2 separate regions of the Macaca mulatta genome follow, and region 1 is linked to region 2. Evidence: chromatin contacts called from public Hi-C data. All regions are on one chromosome and are shown on one strand. The core of a region is the stretch at or near the end of the contact, and the rest is flanking DNA. Distances in the headings are between cores, read along the strand shown. Region 1 holds the start of RNF130 (ring finger protein 130). Region 2 holds the start of TBC1D9B (TBC1 domain family member 9B).

The links. A called contact is a pair of places that touch in the nucleus more often than the background predicts.
Region 1: a Hi-C map of liver shows a contact between it and region 2, with 2.9 times the contacts expected there. The contact joins the promoter of RNF130 here to the promoter of TBC1D9B in region 2. A contact is called at or near these places in 2 of 14 Hi-C or Micro-C datasets (fetal cortex germinal zone and liver).

Annotation. Positions count from the first base shown.
Region 1 is chr6:189,066,945-189,070,586 of T2T-MMU8v2.0, forward strand. RNF130 (ring finger protein 130) reads right to left here and starts at 2,099. Exons shown (of 9, transcript XM_077937531.1): 1 at 1,410-2,099. The coding sequence starts at 1,863.
Region 2 is chr6:188,907,727-188,911,642 of T2T-MMU8v2.0, forward strand. TBC1D9B (TBC1 domain family member 9B) reads right to left here and starts at 2,194. Exons shown (of 21, transcript XM_028850011.2): 1 at 1,998-2,194. The coding sequence starts at 2,115.

The DNA of each region.
Region 1 (3,642 bases), core at 849-3,348, 160 kb after region 2:
TTGCTCCAGAACAGCTTGCCTCCCTCTTCCTCTTTCTACCCTTCCACGTGACCCTCACGGTTCTCCCCACCAGAAAAGAGGCTACCATTGTTAGTTGCCAGAGTCTGGCCACACTGTGCATCTCAACCACAGTGACTGGCACAGAGCAGGAACGCAAATATTTACTGAATGAACCCAAGACAAAAGTTGTTTCTGTGGCCAAGCTGGGACCCTAACTGCCATTTTTCAACACAGTGGAGATGAGATATGCGCCTGAAGCACCTGATTACTGGTGTAAAACGGACTTTTAAAAGCCCAGTCTGAGTTGGGGACAGGCTACAGTAAAAGCCTTACGTGATTATTTTTCGCCAGCCAGCCTGTCTCAAAGAAGAAAACAGCTTGGCACTTTGGCATACAAATACAGACCTCAGAGGGGCATAATATGCTAATATCTTAAAAGTGTAAAAGCAAACCATTACTTGATTTAGGCTGCCTACTTTAGGTCATCCTAACATGAACAGCAGTTTAGAGAAGAAAAATCCCCTCTCAGCATTCTCAGGGTGACAATGAGGGTGGCGATAATAGCAGGTATTTCCCAAAAGTTCAAAGTGGGCCAAAACCCAAAAAATCATATTCCGCGATATGCAAAACGTTTCCTTCAAACCATGACTAATAATTTAAACAAATACATGTTTACACCAAATAATTAACTAAACAAAGCCCATGTTTATAGGAAAACATGACATTAAGCCAAATGGTTTCAAAGACAATTCTTGAAAATTTTACCTATTTCCCTTTTGGTCGGCACCCGTGACCTGAAAAGCCTTGGCTAGTAGTTCTGATTAGTATCAAATCCTCATAATGTGACATTTTTAGGCGTCAAATTACAGTAAAACTACTAGAGCAAGAACAGGAGCCAAAAGCAACAGGGAAGATGTCCATTTTCCTCTTACACCCTCCGCCTCCATTTACCACTTAACGGCACGTTTTTATGTTAGAAAAGGGCCGCATCCTTCGAGATCCAGCGCAGCGTTAAGTCCGTGATTTCAGGAACAAACCTGCCGCTTCCAAAATACAGGCTGAGATGTCCTCCCCATGAATTAGTTTTGCGCTCTTGCACCACCTCCTTTGTCTACGCTGTCCCTGCAAACTCCTAGCTCAATGCCCTCCAGCAAACAAGCTGCTGAACGCAAAGACGACCGTTCCAAGTCTTTTTCAAAGAAGGGGAAAACCCAATCACGCTCCTGAAGCCTGGTTCCCACGGGAGCAGGCCGGGCTGTCCACGACGGAAGCCTCGACCCCGGCTGGGGCCGTCGGCCCGGCAGCGCGCAGCGGGAGAGCCAGGGCCACAGCCGGGGCCGGGAACCCTAGCCCGGCCGCCTCCGCGGGATGCAGCGACCACCGCCCGCCGCCCCCGGGCCGGCACTCACCTCCGTGGAGGGGCAGCGGCGCCAGCACCTGGCCACGGACCTCGGCCTTGGGGGAGTCCAGCCCGTAGCGCCCGCGGTCGATGCGGAACGTGAGCGGGGCTCCGCGGCCGGGCTCTTGCACCGTCACGTTGATGAGCGCCGTGTAGTACTCCTGGCTCGCGTTGTCTGCCCGCGCCGGCCACAGGCTGCAGGTCAGCAGGGCGAGCGCGGCGAGCCGGGCAGGGCCCGCCCGCCCCGCGCAGCTCATCGTCCCTCCGGCCGCCGCCGCCGCTCGCGGACCGGGCTCCGGGGCCGGCGCGGAGAGGCGGGGCGGGCGCGGCCCGGGCTGCGGCGGGAGCGCGCGCGCGCGGCTTGCGCGGGGCCGGGGCCGAGCCCGAGCGCGGCCCTCCTGGACGCTGCGACCCCGCGGCTCGCCGCCCTCACGTCCGCCGCCCGCCCGTGGGGACGCGCCCATGGGCCCTCGGCGAGGGCGGCGTCTCAGGTCGCACGCGGGCGTCTCTTCAGGGTCCCGGGAGGGCTGTAGGAGCGTGCCCCCTCCATTCCCCCGGTCGGTCCCGCCGAATGGGAGGCGCCTCGCAAGGACGCGGCGCGGGAGGGGAAGGGCGGCACGGGAGGAAGCGCCCCCAGGAGGGTCAGAGGAACACAAAGTCCCTCTTGCGCGGCTGCCGCCTGAGGCGCGCGTCCGCCGCCGCCCCGCCCCCGGCTGGTCTAGCGGCAACGCACAGGCCTGAGGCGCAGCCCCGCCCCGCGCGCATGCGTGCGAGGGCCTGTCCTCTCCCGCCCGCCTGCACGAGGGCGCGGGCAGCCGGGTCACCCGCCGGCGCTGCCTGTTTCTCTGTCGGGCGTGATGGCCGCAGGGCCTGGAGCCCGGGAGATCTGCGAGGGCATATGGAAATGTGTGAGAACAGACTACAAAAGAAAAAAAGTTCTAACTTTAAAATAAGTGTTTAAAATTAAATGTCATGAGACCTATCATTCATGTCATGCAGTTGACCTCATGGATGGGGGATGACTGGCCCGGACCTGCAGGGACACGAGTGGTTGGGAAAGGCCAATAGGGCAGCAGTCCCTAACCTTTTGGCACTGGGGGACGGGTTTCCTGGAAGACAGTGTTTGCAGGGACTGAGGGAAGAGAAGTGGTTTGGGATGAGGCTGCTTCACCTCAGATCATCAGGCGTTAGATTCTCCTAAGAAGCGCGCAGCCCAGATCCCAGCACGCGCAGTTCACACCGGGTTCGCGCTCCTATGAGACTCTAATGCCGCCCTGATCTGACGGGAGGCAGAGCTCAGGCCGTAATGCTCGCTCGCCTCCTGCTCGCTCACTGGTTCCTCCAAGGCCGTGGGCACGGGTCCGCGGCCGGGCGGTTGGGAAGCCCCTGCTCTAGTGACTGGGTGAAATACTCCAGGGGTCCCCGGACCATGAGAACCCCCCCAACACCTTCCCAAACGCGCGCACACACGACTCTCACTTTCTCTCTCCACGGCGTGTAAAAGATGTACATCGCTCTAAAGTATCAACTGAAGGGAAGAATGGGGCCGTGCAACTGATTTCAGGAACTTACAGGATCTTTGTGGGGAGGCGGAGGGGGAAAGTTTGGCGTCTTCTGACCAACCAGGGTTGACTCTCCTGTCTCCTAGAGCGGGAAGTGGGTGGAGTCAGCTTTGCGCAACCAACCGTCCTGAAAATCCGGAAAAGAGGTAGCTCCCCAAAAAGAAATTTGAGGCACTGTTTCCAGGAAACGGTACGGATGCAGTGCAGGCTAAAACTTAAGATGTCCACTACTGGCCAGGCTCAGTGGCTCACGCCTGTAATCCCAGCACTTTGGGAGTTCTACGTGGGAGGTTCACGAGGTCAGGAGTTCGAGACCAGAATGGGCAACATGGTGAAACCCCGTCTCTACTAAAAATACAAAAATTAGTGGGTCATGGTGGTGCGCGCCTGTAATCCCAGCCTGTAATCCCAGCTAGTTGGGAGACTGAGGCAGGTGAATCGTTGGAACCTAGGAGGTGGAGGTTGCGGTGAGCTGAGATCGCGCCACTGCACTCCAGCCTGGGCGACAGAGCAAGACTCCATTTCAAAAAAAGAAAAAAAAAAAAGGCCGGGCGCGGTGGCTCACGCCTGTAATCCCAGCACTTTGGGAGGCCGAGGCGGGCGGATCACAAGGTCAGGAGATCGAGACCACGGTGAAACCCCGTCTCTACTAAAAATACAAAAAATTAGCCGGGCGCGGTT
Region 2 (3,916 bases), core at 944-3,443:
TTTGGTAATGCTATCTTTGTCAGTGCCACTATTTGCAGTGACAAATCAGCAGGAAATATAGTTTTTTACCGTCGTTTGATTCACTAATTGAATTATCAAGCAATCTAAAAACCTGTTCGTTGTTATTTGAAATTTTTTCTTCCTTTTAACTAAGTGCTGCTTTTGACATGATCTGAAAATATTTTGTTACCAGTTTTCCTGTTGATGTCAGAACCATTTTTATTGCTATTACTCAATTTTAACACTTTTGCTTCACAGTTCATTAATATTTTTTTGAGATAGAGTCTCGCTCTGTCGCCCAAGCTGGAATGCAATGGCGCCATCTCAGCTCACTGCAACCTCCACCTCCTGGGTTCAAGCGATTCTCCTGTCTTACCCTCCTGAGGAGCTGGGATTACAGGCGCATGCCACCATGCCCGGCTAAATTTTGTATTTTTAGTAGAGACGGGGTTTTGCTATGTTGGCCAAGCTAGCTATTCAGATTCTTTAATGAAAAGTCTAGGTTGGCATGTTTTTAATAGATGGCTTGAATAAAACCAAATCACCGTCCCCTCCTCTTCAGGGAGGACAGTACTCGGAGGCCACAATGCCCATGATGGCACAAGGAAGGCCCTGTCAGAGGGCACAGCAGGACACACCAAACCCAGCAGTGGGGAGAGGGTTCAAAGAATGGTCCCAGGGGACACGGAGAGTGAGGTGGAAAGGAGAAGAGCCCGCAGGAAGGAGGTGTACTGAGGCCGGGCTGCACCTGCACCCGCCCATCCAATGAGATGACCTGCGGAAGCCTGCCGAGCACAGCGCGAGTGCTCCCAGTACACCGGCGAGTATGACACACGGGCACGCTGGCGGAGTACACCGGCGAGTATGACACACGGGCACGCTGGCGGAAGGAAAGGTGCCGGTCCCTTGCCTTCTTCAACGGGCTTGCAGTAGCTTTGAGGTTGGCCACAAGGGCTGCCAACTAACTCCCACTGAACAGCTGGATCTAGGAGGCGGGTCCAGCACAGGAGCCCGAGATCCTCGAGGCCCACTGGGAGGGAGCCTGAAGCTGAAGGGAACACTGAGTGTTCCTGGGAACAGAACAGTCTCTTCCATATGAAGAAGTGTGGCCCAGGAGAAGCCTCCGTCTGCATCTGGCTATTAGCTGCTAACACTGAAAATCAGGATGATTCGCAGAAAAAGGTCTTGATAAACTGGACGACCTGGCAACACTGGGACCGCATTCCTGCAGGGCAACGATCGGTGCCCCGAAGAGCAAAGGCACTGAGCCTGGGCCAGCCGGGCTCCTGCAGTGCGGGACGCGGGCCCTGGAGCACGAGGGGCCCGGGACAACCCCTGCGGAGGGAGGGGCCTGGAGGGGCCTGTGAGCCTCCCCCGGATCCCACAGGCCGCACGACTCCAAGGGCCTCAGCCTGCGTGGTGGTGGCGCCCGGGCCCACACAGGGCCACCTTGGCGAGCTGGCAGGAACACCCTGGGCTGCTACCCAAAGCCTCGGGTGGGCAGCGCTGAGAGCAGCCAGGAGCAGAAAGGCGGGGGAGGAGCTGGGGAATGGGGGTGCGGCCGGCTCCGGGACCTCCGATCTTGCTAAAAGGGCGATACTCTGGTGAGGTGGGAATGAAGAAGACGGCACAAGAAAACGTGCGCTGGCGTCACTTGGCCCCTTAGAGGCACCGGGGGAAACTGAGGTGGAGGATGAGGACAGGGCGGCCTCGCTAACTTTCGGCGGTGGAATCCCGGGAAGCGACACGGCTCCCGGGGCTCGCGGGCGCCGAAACCGGGCGGAGCCCGCCCAGGGCGCACTCGCCTCCCGCCAGCCCCTCGCTCCCCGCCCCGGCCCCTCCGCGCCCGGCTCCCGGGTCCCGGCCTCGAGCCCCCGCCCCGCCGCGCACTGGCGTGCGTGTCCGCCGCGACGCGCAGAGGCCGGGCCGGAACCGGACCCGCCCGCCGCCGGCCCCGCCGCGGCGTCCCTAGGCCTGGCCGCCCGCGCGCCTCTCACCCGTGAGGCCGCCGCCCTTGCCGTGGCCCCGGCGCCGCTGCAGCACGAAGAAGGGGTTGGCCCGCTCCGTCACCCACAGCGCATTGGCCACCAGCACCTCCTCCGGGCTCAGCCACATCGCGGTGCCGCTCGCGCCGGGCCGAGGCCCGCGAGGCGGAAGCGCCGGCCGCCGTCGGCGTCCCGGAGCGGAGCGTGCCGAGCGGGCCGGGGCGGGGCCGGGCGGGCGGCGCCCCCTGGCGGGCGTGTGGCGCTCACGCACCCGGCTCGCGGCCCGCACCGCCCCCTCCGCCCCCTCCGCCCCGGCCTCGGGCGCGCGCCCGCCTGGCCTCCTGGAGCGGTCCAGCCGCCGGCCTCCGGCCTGGACCCAGAACGGAACGGCCCAGTCCGCAGGCAGGGGAGCCGCTGTGCAGAGTAGAGCTTCTGGCGTTTTGAAAGCTGTGCAATGTGAAAGATAGATATAAAGAAGCACAGTTTGGCTGTTTTTGGCTGGTTTTGCGTGCAACCCGGGGCGTGTTAGCACTGCAAAGGGCACCTGGAAAAGGGTTTGCAGTTCCTCCTAATTCTCAGAATTTTTTTTTCTTTTTTTTTTTTTGGCAGAGGCTTGCTCTGTCGCCCGGGCTGGAGTGCAATGGCGCGATCTTGGCTCACTGCAACCTCTGCCTCCCGGGTTCAAGTGATCCTCCTGCCTCAGCCTCCTGAGTAGCTGGGATTACAGGCGCCTGCAACCACGCCCGGCTAATTTTTTTGTATTTTTAGTAGAGACGGGGTTTCACCATGTTGGCCAGGCTGGTCTCGAACTCCTGACCTCAGGTGATCCGCTCACATTGGCCTCCCAAGTCCTGGGATTACAGGCATGAACCATCGCGCCTGGCCAGTTCTCAGAATTCTGACACTGGGGCCGGAGACTAGAAAAAACGTCCAGCGCAGGGCGAGTGCCAGGAGGCCCTGATACGGGCTGCATCCTTGGAAATCAGTGCAGCTCCTCCCCTGACAGACGGGTCACGGAGGCTGGCCGGCCTTGAGGATGGGGTCTGGGCTGGCCCCCGGGCCAGTGGCGGCTTGTGTGCAAGCGTGAGGCGGGCTGCACGCGAATGCGGGACCCTGGTCTCCCAGTGTTGACCTGCAGGGGTAGCACCAGTCCACGCCCGGCCTTCTGCATGAAAGGAGCTGTCAACTCCACCTGGGACAACAGGCCTGGATCCATGCTGTCCGGGGTCGACTGGGATGTGGGGTCACCCTGCTGGCCAGAGCCCTCACCAGGATCTGGCTAGAGAGCAGAGGGAAGGGGGCGGTTAAACCATCCTTGGAGCTGGACCTGGCTTCCAGGTGGGTTTCTGTGATTGGTGATCAAGAATCTTGGTGTGATGGATGTAGGTACACGCAGTTGACACCCAGAGTGACCTGCAGTCTTCTGCAATGTTGCTGGATATAGGAATCAGCTTTCAAGATGCAGAGGTGGGCTTGCTTCAACATCTTGGAAGTTTGAACTAATATTGTCATTGGGCTCTCTAGAGGGAAAGAATTTGGAAGATCTTGGCCGGGCGCGGTGGCTCAAGCCTGTAATCCCAGCACTTTGGGAGGCCGAGATGGGCGGATCACGAGGTCGGGAGATCGAGACCATCCTGGCTAACATGGTGAAACCCCGTCTCTACTAAAAAATACAAAAAACTAGCCGGGCGAGGTGGCGGCGCCTGTAGTCCCAGCTACTCGGGAGGCTGAGGCAGGAGAATGGCGTAAACCCGGGAGGCGGAGCTTGCAGTGAGCTGAGATCCGGCCACTGCACTCCAGCCTGGGCGACAGAGCGAGACTCCGTCTCAAAAAAAAAAAAAAAAAAAAGAATTTGGAAGATCTGCACTTTTTAACACCCTGAGAGGAGGTAAGGAGTTGTCTTGTTCCTTCATTCCAGTGGTTCTCAAATT